Regions from separate parts of the Mus musculus genome. Here regions 2 and 3 are each linked to region 1. The links are chromatin contacts, called in public promoter capture Hi-C maps. All regions are on one chromosome and are shown on one strand. Each heading gives the region's core, a stretch centred on a gene start, on an enhancer-like site or on the middle of the called end of the contact. The rest is flanking DNA. Distances are from core to core; before and after follow the strand shown.

Region 1 (4,180 bases), core at 1,064-3,563:
AAAGCTTTCTTGCTAAGAAGAATGCAATAGGATCTATATTGATCTTTGTAAAAAAGTGTCTTCATTAATATAAGCAAAGACGCCTCTCATTTCCAGCAGCAGAGGTGTGGGTTTTTTCTTTTATTCTTAGAAGTACTGTTTTACCAACATATATCATTTCCCTTTTGATGTGTGGGCTGAGTCATAAATTAATGTCACAAATGTCATCTAAATGAGGGAGGCTGCTACGTTATGATGTAAGAAGCTTGACATGAATTGTTAGCATTGACAGCTATGCACTCCTGAACTAAAATGTCACTGTGTTAAAATTGGGGATAGTAAGAGTTTGTTGGAATGTAAAATTGGCGTTTAAAGTTGCTGCAGCCTAGAAAGTTGTCACTCCATTATTATTATTATTATTATTATTATTATTATTATTATTATTATTAAAGGTCTTACTACATAGCCTTGGATGACCTAGGACTTGACAGTCCAGGCTGACCTAGGACTCAGAGCACCACTGGTCTCTGCCTCCAGAGTACTGGGATTAAGGGTTGTGCCAGCACCCCAGCTCTTCTCTAGTTTTTCTGAAATGGCAGTAAGCAAGTAGGTCGAAAACAAATGACTTTGAGGGCTTTCTTGGCATCCCATGGAGCAGTTTCTTTCTACAGACTAGTTTGGTCTTTCCATTCATCTTAGGAAAAAAAATAGAAAAAATTCTAAGTGCATTATTTACTATACACTTTCTATCATGTATTATTTAATCTTGACCTAGGAGAGAGCATAGAACTCTATTTTACATGATACCATTAGTAAGTTCAACCCACTTAATCTTAAAATAACAGTATCGGGTCAGGGATTTAAAAATACAGCATTATAGGAAAACAGTTGGTGAGAACGCACCCTCTTCTGTCATTAATAACTGACTGGAAATGGTATTTCTGATCCTAAATCCAGCTGAAACCCAGAAACAATAAATGGAGAGATGGAGTGGATAATTTGTGAGTACATGTTTTTTCAAAGCAGAGGGGAAAAATCACTATGTTTGTGCTGAATTACATGCTGCCGTGGACGTGGTAGTATGCAGCAATGATGCTATCATCCATACAGCTGTACAGCACAGCATCTTCAAAGCACCCACCACCAACATCATCACCATGAAGCCTGAAAATAATAGGTTTGTTTATAGTTTGGTAAGAAAATTAGAATAATTTAAAGTCATTTCAGTTCTAGCTTGGGGGAGGGAGTAAGAAGAGACACAGGAGGTGGTGGGGAAGAACAAACAAAATATAGACAAAATACGGATTATATGGTAGGATAATATAATATAATGACATGCATTATACAGAAACTAAGCAGGGGTTTTTGGGTGATGGAAAACTTACAAGTGAAATCTACCACTTCAATCTCGGATTGAATTCTTGTTGCATCGCTTGCTTTTGACCTTGAGCAAAGTCACTGTTTTGAAGGCTTGTTTCCTCATCTGTAAAACAGAATCCTAACGGTAATAACCTTTGCCTTAAAAGGCTGTGAGGATTAGAGACGAACACGTGTAAACTGCAAAGCCCTATATAAATAAGACATTGTGTAGATACGAGGCACAGCTAGATTTTCATAGAGCAGAGTTAAGGGGAAAGATTCTAAAGGCTTTGGAGACTTTGAAAGGGGCTCTAACACCAATGCCACAGCTAGAAAGTCTTGACTTTTAAGCAAGCGAATTACTGTTTAATTTCTCACGTTCATCTTTTTGAGAAAGGAGGATACATAGAATCAAACGAAAGAACCTAGACAAAGGAAACTACCCTTTTTGGGTGCTCGTGCCTGGACCTTTACTTTTTCAACACATATCATTAGTAAAAGGTGTTTACTGCGTGCCATCGGATCAAGAGATATACTACGGCAAGGCAAGCAGATAAGGAAACTGAAGTCAGTACACTCCTGGTGGAACCAACAGAGATGTCTCAGTGCTTATCATGAAACTAGGGTCTTCACCCCACAAAGACCATTCGAAGTTGGAGTGCAGGAGTCCAGCGTCCTTACCACTCCACAGACTCGACGGGAGGGACCTTGGAATTCTTAATTAGAACCGGTTGCCATGGCGACAGTCTCTAGGCAGCGTGGGCTGAGCTCTCGGTAGGGATTGCGGGTGGGCCGCCGCTGGACCCTGTGCGCGCGCCCGCCACCAACTTTCCCTCCAGACCGGAGCGGGGTGGCGCGCTCCGCCCCCGCCCCCGGGCCGCGCACGTCCGAGCTCGGTGGCGCGCACGCCTGCGGGAGCCCTCTCCAGGCAACCCAGTGCTGATCGCCGGTGCCCGTGCGGCCGTTCCCCCTCCGTAGCGGGAGGCGAGGCTCCGAAGCAGCCCCCTCCTCCTCCTGGGCTCACCTCCCACCCCCTTCCCGGTGGACCTCGGGGCATGAGCAACGATGGCGGGCTGCATCCCTGAGGAGAAAACTTACCGGCGCTTCCTGGAGCTGTTCCTGGGCGAGTTCCGCGGACCGTGCGGTGGCGGCGAGCCAGAGCCCGAACCCGAATCCGAGCCCGAGCCCGAGCCCGAAGCCGAGCTAGTCGCGGCTGAGGCGGCCGAGGCTTCGGGGGAGGAACCGGGGGAGGACGCTGCGACGGTAGAGGCGACCGAGGAGGGGGAGCAGGACCAAGACCCCGAGCCCGAAGACGAGGCGGTGGAGGAGGAGACGGCGACGGAGGGCGAGGAGGAGGAAGAGGAGGAAGCGGCTGCCCCGGGGCACTCGGCCGTGCCGCCACCGCCGCAGCCCCAGCTGCCACCGCTGCCCCCGCTCCCACGGCCGCTGTCGGAGCGCATCACCCGAGAGGAGGTGGAGGGCGAGAGCCTGGACCTGTGCCTGCAGCAGCTCTACAAATAGTTAAGTAGCGGGGCTCGGCCGCGGGTGGGCCGCCATCCCCGGGGTGCCGGCCTGGGTTCCCGTCCCCGCTACCCATGTCCCCGCGGGGCACCCGGGCGGGGTCCCCCCCGCCTGCCCCCGGCCCCTCTTCGCTGGCCCTCTCGGCCAGCTTCTCGGCCACTTCGCACACCTTCCTCCAGAACCTTCCTGCCAAGGTCTTCCCTCCCGTCTTGGGCTCCCCATTCTTCCCTGCGCCTTTCTTCCCGGGGTTTCCTCCCACCTTCGTCTGTCTGTCCTTTCCCGGGCTGCGTTCCTTGTTGGGCGGTGGGGACGCGCGACTCCTTTACAGGCAGTAAGAGGTGCCTTTCTACATAACCGCAACAAAGCTAATACCGTCGGTGCCCAGAGGAGCCCAGACCCCTAGATTTTCCGTCAGGCGCTCACTGTTGAAATGAAAAGGCTCTATAGATGGCTTTCTTACGTGAGAGCCTAGTATCATACTTTGCAGACATTTGACAGCATATAATTGAGAGCGGTAGGGAGGAATTGGGAAGGAAGGGTAAGTAAAACCCTACCGAGCAAGCCGTTAGGTGAAAAGACGAGGTCGTAAGTCAGAAAAGTCAGCCTGGTTGGATAAAATTGCAATTAAGTGCAGTATTTTCAGTCCATTAAGTAGATGGGGTGGGAGGTGGGAGAAAAGCAGATGGCTTAGCTACCCAGATGCAAGTCTAAAATAGAAAGGTCAAGGCTTTGCCTTTCATCCGAGTTCTGCTTTTTATGGGCTTGAAATAGAAACGGTTTACAATCGCGTTTCTTTCCAAATGGAATTGTTCTGAAATAATGCCTCTGCAAACACTGGGAAACCCGAGAGTCTTTTGCCATTCAGCTAATAGTTGTAATGAAAGGTGTTACTCTGACCACCCCAAAAGTTTACTATCGCAAGATTCACTGCGGCTAAGTTCAAACCCACTTCCTGGATTTCTCCAAAGCCTGGAGGGGGCTAGAAAAGAAAGCTATTTTGTCTTCATCAGACCTCATAGACAACTGATCAAACCATTCTCCTGTTAAAAGCAGCAGCCTGTCAAAGGGAAAAGCCACTGAGCAGATCTGTAGAATTGGACTGTGCGGATGCCACACTTTATAAACCATCCAGTAATTAATTTTAAAATACTGTTCAATTACCAGGGGAATTGTGTGTTTTGGGGAAATGCAAAAATAAAATGGCGTGTAATACCACCACCTGGGGATAAACAGCATTAATGGTTGAGTATTTCTTTTTTTTTTTTTTTAACTATCACAGAAAAGGACCTACAGAATGCCATTTTAAAAAAATTACATGATT
Region 2 (4,493 bases), core at 1,674-4,173, 2.0 Mb after region 1:
TGCAATTTTTTTAATTTGTATTTCCTATATCATGGTTCTCAAAATACTTTAATTCTTTTAAATCTAAGTTTTGAATATGGCGTTCATTTAAGGTTTCACTCAGTAAAAAAAAAAAAGCATGACTCAAAAAGTATTTGTATGTAGGGCTGGAGAGGTGGCACACAGGGTTAGAGCATGGTCTCTTCTAAAGTACCCAAGTGCCAAGAGCTCAGTCCCCAGACACCACAGCCCACATCCCACAACCACCTGTATTGTAACCTTAGCCTTCAGGAGAGCTCACGTCTCTGATTTTTTTTTGGGGGGGGGGGCATCTGCACTCACATGCATACATCCACACATAATTTAAAAATACAAATGTCTTTTGAAGCTTTTGAAGTATGTGCATGTATAAAAACACATTTAAATTAACAGCATGACCCCTGCTTTATTAAAGGGACGCTCGGGCATCACAGAGGTAGGGCTTGTGCTTATGTGAGAGACCCTGTGTTCAATTCAACACCAGCACAAGTCAGGTTAAAATAAACCAAATATAAAGTTCAAACTGCTGCTTCCCTTTGTGATAGTCTACCTTGCTGTCCTGGCCCTGAACTTGCACCGGTCCTCCTGGCCTGCCACCCAAGTGCTAGGATTACCAGCATTAGCTACCACACTTCAATATGAAGGGTCAATCTTTTTTTTCCCCCCCTTTAAAGAAAGGGTCTCTTTACTAGGCATGGCTGTCCTTGAAACTCTCTCTGTAGAGTAGACCAGGCTGGCCTCAAACTCAGAGATATCTGCCTACCTTGGCCTCTCAAGGACTAGTATTAAAGGCATGTACCACCACACCTAGCTAAAGTTCAACTATTAAAGGCTTTTGATTTTTAAAGCATATGGGAAATTCATATGCCCCAAGTGTACTGCAAAATAAATGAACTCTGTAATAGGTCTTTGTGTCTAATCTTAATCTTCTTTGTCTCCCTATCCACTTTTAATTCCTCTTCAGCCAATAATATAATGCATTTCTAGAATAAACTACAATGCTTTCAAGCTCTACTCAGCCCACACGAAAACAAAATAAATCCATGATAGGGGCCCAAGGGATTTGCTGGGACCTGCCTCCAAAACCCTCAGTGGCTGGTCTTCAAGTCAATCAAATACTTGGCAAAAGGCCCAACAGATGGAAAACAGATTTGAAACCAGCTAGCCTATACTGTATGACAATGCCTTTCTAAAAATACTGTGTATTTTACAAATCTGTAACAGCACTGAGTCTCTGTCTCTTTAATGAAAATAGAGTGACTTTCTTACACCACTATAAACGAAGGGTTTTTAGTGGCAGGAACATAAATTCTTTTCTGTAACAAAAATATGCACCATATACCCAGGGCAAAATAAGCAGCCATATAACCCTCGGGCATTTCTGTTATCTACAGAAGTACTGTCTGTCTCAGAGAGATTCAAAATTTAGATGGGACTACAATCACACTTAACTTTTAGGAATTAAAATACCTGTTACCAAAAACTACTTTGATGAGTAGTGACATGAGTGCTTTTCAGTATGAACTTTTGGAAAACTGAATGCAATTCTAAGTATCCCACACACACACACCAAGAAGTTAACACATGCCCCTAACATGGAGCCAATTTAATATTTAACACGTTGCACACCTTTCTCATAAACAATTCAAGGGATTACCCCAAAACACTATCACAAAAGTAAGTTGCCTATGTTACACTTCAGCCCTTCTAAATTGACTTACATCGAGCCAGAGCCATTCAGGTCAATCTGAAGAAGTGACACCACCGGTAGGAGGCAACCAAGAGGAACAAGCCCAACAAGAACAAAATTATGACAGATGCTAAGGGAACGCTCCAATTCTTGCCACCTCCTGCTTCTTTCACCTAGCCCGTGTAGAAACGTTTCTTAAATTTATCCCTCGGTTACAATCTGGCGCCGGCATTCAAACACTTCTGAGCGTGCTGCTACCAAAGTGAATTAGCGAAGGGAGAGGGGAGACTGTTGCCCCCTGATCGTAGGAGGGAGGAGATAATGCAAGGAGCGGTTGCTGGGAGACAAGCCATCCTAGCGTTTCCGAGGCCACTCGGTGTGCCTAGAACTCCAACCATGACAGTCTTCACTCGCATCCCTTGTTGGACAGCGTCGCTTGATGGATAGCGCTCTTGGTACCGGGGAGGCCCACGCGGTGCTGATGCTATAAAAAGCCCAGGGGGATAAGGGGAGAAAAGAAAAAAAGAGGCGGGCGGGGAACTTACCCAGTTTCTTCCACATGGCGAGGTGACAGGCGAGGAAACCTTTGCGGATGGCAGCGCACACCTTGGCGGGCTCGGACGAGGTGAAGCCTTTCTGCTTCTTGATGAAACCCCACAAGTGCTCCCGGGCAAACTGTGCCGCCTCCCGACCGCCGTGCCCGTCGCACACTGCAAAGAAGGCCACCGAAGAGCGGCGGCGACAGCAGCGGCCAGCGGGTAGCGAGGCCGCGGCGTCCGGGGCAGGGTCGCGGGCCGCCGCCGGGCCTTTTTCCGATGGCCCGACGCCGGCGAGAGTGGGGGTCGCCGGCAACCCGAGCGCCCGCCGCGGTACCGGCGCCGGCTTGTCCTCCGCAGCCGGCTCGGGCTCCACCACGATCTGAGTTACGTCCTCCATGTACTTCCTCCCGCCCTGGTCCGAGAAGACGCTCACTCCCAGCGAGTACAGCCCCGCCATGGCCGGCTGCCCGGGATCCCGCCGTTCCCACGCAGCCCGCCGAATTCCGAGGCGGGAGACACACTCGCCGCTCGCCGGCCAACTATTGTTTATCTTCGACGAAGCCGAGAGTGAAGAGGAGGCGGTCCCCGCGGCGGTGGGGGGGGGCGCGTGATGTCGGGACTTGTCCGCGAGAGCTGGGCCGGTCGAGTCGCGGGCGAGAGGAGCCGAGCAGCTGCGCCTGCGCACTGAACTCGCTCCCCGCCCGCCCGCGCCCACCATACAAATCAGACGTTCTTTCCCCCCCTTTCTCCTGATGACGTCACTCGGCTCGCTGAGACAGACCAATCAGGAGTCAAGAAGAGCAAGCTCGCCCCCGCCCTCCTTCCACCCCCGCATCTCTCTGCAACCGCTGATCTCGCTCGGCCCGCCGACCGGGGGAGCGCGCTCCTTGCCCGGTTTGTTTTCTCCAGCCTAGGGCTTCTGTACCCTGGGGGTTTTCCGCTGTTACTAAGCGGCTGAAGCCTCAACCTGTCATCTTTTTTTCCCCTTAAATCCCTAACGTGAGACTTCTGGCTTTTCCCCTTTGGTCCTTTTGCAGAGCCAGTTTTGCCTCCCGCGATTGTGGAAAATTTGCAGAGGTCAAAGGTAGACTTGACCTTCCACTTATTTCAAGCGAAATGGCGCGAAAATGCCCTGCAAAGTCGTTGGTCCGTGCGCTAGACCAGCGTAGCACGCGTGAACTGGCTTGGGTGGGACTTGTCCGGCTGGGAGTTAAGGGAAGCAGTCGGGTTTACTTAAGAAGACTTGGAATTTTCCACCGCCAGTTGCACAGCCCTGTTTTCCGCGATAACGTTAGGTCGGAGACCTGTCGGCGAGTTTAATTCCTAACACTTTACAGCCCTTTTTTTTTTTTAAGTATTTTGCATATTTCTTCCTCTTTTCAGCGTCGTTAATACTTTTTCGGACTCGTCTTGAATACAGCTATTACTGCAGAATCTAAGTTACCGTTTGGAAAAGGAGCATACAACAGGATCTCCATGCCCTAAAGACACGGTTATTTCCCTCCGTTCACAGAAGTTGACAGTCCCAACAACAAAATGAATGCTTTTAGACTGATTTCCACGAAATTGAAATAAGTTCTCGAGTGATCAACTTAATATTTTCTTAGCACCATATTCTTTTGAGGGAGTCAACGTGTTCCTTTATTATTTTCTGTACAGCCTTTGAGATTTCACAAAAAGCGTAATGGAAACTTATTTACAGCAGCATGGGAAATGCAAACAACAAGGAAAGGCTTTATGCTGGCCTGCCTTTCAACAACAGTTTCTATACCTCCCAAGACAATTCCTTTTAAAATTGTCATTAAATATTTATTTCATTTTCATTATGTGTGTATCTCTGTGGATGTTGTGTGGAGTCCCAACCCTCCGCCTACAACTGGAGTTACAGGTGGTTGTGAGCCAGATAGGCGCTCCAAACCAAAAAGCAGTGCAGGCTCTTAACCACTGAGCCATCTCTCCACTCCCCTAAAACAGCATTCTGAAATAACTGGGCCTTAACTTTTTTTAATTACTTTTTTTTTATGTACATTGGTGTTTTGCCTGTATGTGTGAGGGAGTCAGATTTCCTGGAACAGAAGTTACATACAGTTGTGAGCTGCCTTGTAGGTGCTGAAAATTGAACCTGGGTCCTCTGGAAATCCAGCCAGTGCTTCCAACCACCATCTATCTCCCCGGTCCCTTTAACAGTTTTTTTTCCCCATTTTTTATTAGGTATTTAGCTCATTTACATTTCCAATGCTATACCA
Region 3 (4,213 bases), core at 874-3,373, 2.1 Mb after region 1:
CTGCATCCCGGTTCTGATTCTGATGAAATATCCTAAGAGATCTGCATTCTTTCACGAATCCCTTGAATATAGATGCTGGATAAAATATAGGTATTCACTTAAACTGGAAGTGGAGATAGATAATAATGTTTTAATAGGTCATAGTGAATAGTTATATAGTTTTATACGAAAGGGATCCAAAAATATATTTGAGCCCGAAAACTAATGTAGGATTTGCTAAAGGAACTATGTTTTTTCTTTTTCTTTCTTTTGTTGTTGTTTTGTTTTTTTGGGGGGGACAGAATTTTTCTGTGTAACCCTGGCTGTGCTGGAACTTCCTTTGGAGACCAGGCTGGCCTTGATATCTGCCTGCCTCTGCCTCTCTGTACTGGGACTAAAGGTGAGTGGCACCACAGCCCAGCAGGAACTATGTTCTTTATGATCTTAAAGGGGTAGGTAAAACTACGTCATGGCTCATACATCTTAAAAACTTTCAACAGAGCATGGCTGCAGGGGCCTGTAATCCTAGCTCTCAGTAGACTGAGACAAGATTCCCTGTTCCATGTCAGTTTGGACTCCAAAGCAAAGCTCCAGTTCTACTTCTAAAAAACAAACAAATAACACCCCCCCCCCCATCGTTCCCCAAAACAAAAACAACCAAACAACAGAAATTTGAGTTCACTGCTACCCACCAGCCTCCACCCCCACCCCCTGTCTTGGGAGATAGAGAATCAGTGCAAGTTTAAATCCAAAGCTAACAAGTTATTGTTCCAGGCCAGCCATGCCCATAAGTAGGACCCTGACTCAAAATCAATCATCAATCAATCAATCAAAGGGTGTTTTAGAGGTTTCTATGTTTTTTTTTTAAACTTGATAAATCTGTCAACCCTATTTTGAGGCTGACTACAGCTTTCCCAGGTTTGTCAATTATAGCCTAAGAAATCACAGGACTGAAGAAGTTTAAATGTGTGTATGGTTAATCAGTTTCACTGGATTTAAAGTGCATTTCTCCATTTGTTTGACATGCATTCTCAGACTACTAGAAGAATTTGGTAGGCAAGCCAAAACATTTAATAGATTCTTTTTTTTTTCAATGCAAAAATGGGGAAACGGGGCTTGAATGATTGCTCAGTAAAAAAATGCTGGCAACTACCTTTGATCCCAGCACTAGCGAGGCAGAGGCAGCAAGATCTCTGTGACTTGAGGCTAGCCTGGTCTACAGATAAAGTTCTAGGAGAGCCAGGGCATGTTAAACAAATTTTTCTTCTTTTAAAAAAAAAGAAAAAAGAAAATTGTCCCAGCACTCGGGAGGCAGAGGTAGGCAGATTTCTGAGTTCGAGGCCAGCCTGGTCTACAAAGTGAGTTCCAAGACAGCCAGGGCTATACAGAGAAACCCTGTCTCGAAAAACCAAAATTTAAAATAAAATAAAATTGGATAGGGGCTGGTGAGATGGCTCAGTTGATTAAGAGCACCGACTGCTCTTCCGGAGGTCATGAGTTCAAATCCCAGCAACTACATGGTGGCTCACAACCATCCCCAATGAAAAAGAATCTATGAGCTAGGGCTGAGCGAGTAGAGCAGGAGACAACAGGGCCAGAGCAAGAGGGACAGGCCTGGAACTCACACTGTAGACCAGGCTGGCCTGGAGCTCACAGAAATCCACCTGCCTCTGTCTCTGCAGTGCTGGGATAAAAGTGATGGGCCACCACATCCCTCAATATAGATTTTCTTTGTTTGAGACAGGGTCTCACTCCATAGACCTTGACCTCAGGAGATACCCCTGCCTCTGCCTCCCAAGCGATCCATTCCAAGTGCACCACCATGCCCCGTCCGTGCTGTGCACTTTTGTGAAAAAAAGATCAGTCCTAAAGTTCGTTGATCTAAAAGATCAATTCTTAAAGTTGAAGAGGGCTGTCGTCGAAAAACTCACTGAAACGAGACTGTGTTGGAGAGCCACAGCACGCTGGATAAAACACCACTCCAACTACCGCCCAGCTTCCCCGGTGTCTCGTCCTTTAGGAACAAGCACCCAGCGCCCCTCAGACGCTCCGCGCTCTTTCTCCGCAAGTTTTCCGCCTGCCGCATTCCTTCCCGGGCGCGTCGGCGCGTCGCGCGTTGACGTCATGACGCACACACGCAGCCCCGCCCATGCAGAGCTGAGAGCCTGGACGGAACTGGGCTCGCTCTCCTGTTGGGAATGTGAGGCTCTCGGTACGGTCGTGGTCTGCGTTCGTCCGGATCTTCCGTGGCCGCCGCTACCGCCGCTACCGCCAGCACCATCTGCCCTCAGGCCGCGCGCGCACGCAGAGGCCCGGCAGCCGGGTCCGAGAGGCGCGCGCACGCCCGCTCGCCCGCGTGGTCGCCGCCCCTCGGAAGCCTCCGGAGCCTCACACGGGTTCGCTACGGAGGGAGGCGGAGGCCTGCGGGAGGAGGCGGAGGAGGAGCGAGGGAAGATGGCGGCCGTGGAGCTCGAGTGGATCCCGGAGACGCTCTACAACACCGCCATCTCCGCTGTCGTGGACAACTACATCCGCTCGCGCCGCGACATCCGCTCCTTGCCGGAGAATATCCAGTTCGACGTTTACTACAAGGTACAGGCGATCTGTTCTATCGGACCCCGCCGCTGCTCCTGGGCCGCACCCCCTTCCACGTCCACGGCCCGGCCTGTAGCTCTCGAGGTAGCGTCGGCTGCGGTGGCCGCTTTCCGATACGCCGCCACCCCCGCGTCTGCCTCCCGGTCTGTGCGGCCCGGGGGGGTTCTTGTGTGAGAGCTATCCGCCATCCCCTTAGGGGCCCCAGGGTAGGCCTGCGGGAATGCCTGACCCAGCCGAGTCCCACCCGGTCCTCTAGTCGCTGGGGTATTTTCTGTCTTCTCTAGTGTTTGTATCAGCTGGACTTTTTTGTTCCGCTCCACCCCTAATTCTCCCTACTTTGTCATCTCGTCGATCCTCTTTACCCGAGTAACTGCTTTCTTTCTTTTTCTTTTTTTTTTCCCCTCCCTTCTCTAATCCGAGTTTCGTCCCTTTCCTTTCTTTCAATCCGAAATGATTTAGTTAGGGCTTAATGAAAATGGTCTGTGGGCTTCATTTGCATATCCTTGAAAGCTTTTTTGTGTGGTTTCTAGGTTTGTTTTGGTTTTTCGGTTTACACTTTGGGTTAAATTGGGAATTTTACTAATAGATTAGTAATAGACTGGATCTTTAGAAAGGACGCAGTGAAATTCCCTGAAAGCAAGAAGTAGAAATCTGAATTATACCAATGTGTATGAAAAGTGCGATTTTGCAGCATTCTTGCGTCGCTCCCTCTCAAAAATCTGCACAGAAAGTCCCAAGTTGCTCTCCAAGGAGTTTCAAGGGTAAGTGTTCATAGACGTGGACAATTTTTGCAGTGTTCTGAGAGGGAGGAGAACTTTATGGACTCGGAGCCTCCCTTTTCCTCTCCCCCACGTTTGAGTGTGAACACTGGCCTTATTCAGGGATCCTTGCTTTGAGTCAGCGAGAATTTCAGTTTCCAGTAGCCACTTTTGCAAAATATGACCAGTAGAGCTTTTATTTTTAGATCTTTAGTATTACTTGATTAGTTAGTTGTCTCCCAGCAGTGTAATTTGATATTTAGCAGATTTGTATATTCTTATCTTTGTTCGGTGTTTTAGGGCGTTTGTTTTATTAGAGAGATTGTCTGCTTTTTCCAGCTTGAGAACATTCTTTCAGAATTAGCAACTGACATACTGCAGTCTATAAACCCTGCTGCTGCTTTGCACCAACCCTTACTTAACAGGTAAACTCATTTCTCTCCTAAATACCTGGAGAAGATTCATCTTGACAGCATGTGTTAAAATTTTTCGATTTAGAAGGAAACCTCCCTCCATTCCAAATGGTTTTGATACATTGATTACTTGTGTGTGACTAATGTTAGTTTTATGCATTTAGGCTACATCGGTACCAAGGACAAATTAATTTGTTTTGCTCAACCTGGAAAACTGCTGCAGTATGTGCTATTTCTGTTGATTTTATTAAGTCATATGTATAGTGTACACCTTCTAGAGCAAGTCACTGGGAATCTAACCAGTAAAAATACCCTTACTCTCTGAATTCTGTCAAAATGCTTTTAGTATCTTTTAGTACCCTCCACTGAAATTAAAGCCTTTCCTTTGAAGATTATTGTTAGTGAGTATGCTTTGGCCTGTGTCCTGTCTCTGTGTAGGTCAGAGTTTTCATATTGCTTTTTTGGGAA

What was found. Promoter capture Hi-C pulls out the DNA fragments that hold promoters and counts their contacts.
Region 2: a contact with region 1 is called in a promoter capture Hi-C map of liver, with 3 times the contacts expected there. The contact joins the promoter of Ppm1d here to the promoter of Ppm1e in region 1.
Region 3: a contact with region 1 is called in a promoter capture Hi-C map of pre-B cells, with 4 times the contacts expected there. The contact joins the promoter of Appbp2 here to the promoter of Ppm1e in region 1. A contact is called at or near these places in 2 of 39 promoter capture datasets (liver and pre-B cells).

What each region holds. Positions count from the first base shown.
Region 1 is chr11:87,357,127-87,361,306 of GRCm38.p6, reverse strand. Ppm1e (protein phosphatase 1E (PP2C domain containing)) reads left to right here and starts at 2,313. Exons shown (of 7, transcript NM_177167.4): 1 at 2,313-2,858. The coding sequence starts at 2,404. It overlaps Gm33937 (a long non-coding RNA gene), which reads right to left and starts at 3,778. Exons shown (of 5, transcript XR_003949755.1): 1 at 3,414-3,778; 2 at 2,437-3,281; 3 at 1,365-1,462; 4 at 1,039-1,143; 5 at 1-673.
Region 2 is chr11:85,309,684-85,314,176 of GRCm38.p6, reverse strand. Ppm1d (protein phosphatase 1D magnesium-dependent, delta isoform) reads right to left here and starts at 2,923. Exons shown (of 6, transcript NM_016910.3): 1 at 2,254-2,923. The coding sequence starts at 2,704.
Region 3 is chr11:85,233,030-85,237,242 of GRCm38.p6, reverse strand. It overlaps Appbp2 (amyloid beta precursor protein (cytoplasmic tail) binding protein 2), which reads left to right and starts at 2,123. Exons shown (of 13, transcript NM_025825.3): 1 at 2,123-2,571. The coding sequence starts at 2,434. Appbp2os (amyloid beta precursor protein (cytoplasmic tail) binding protein 2, opposite strand) reads right to left here and starts at 2,077. Exons shown (of 4, transcript NR_028329.1): 1 at 1,911-2,077; 2 at 1-103.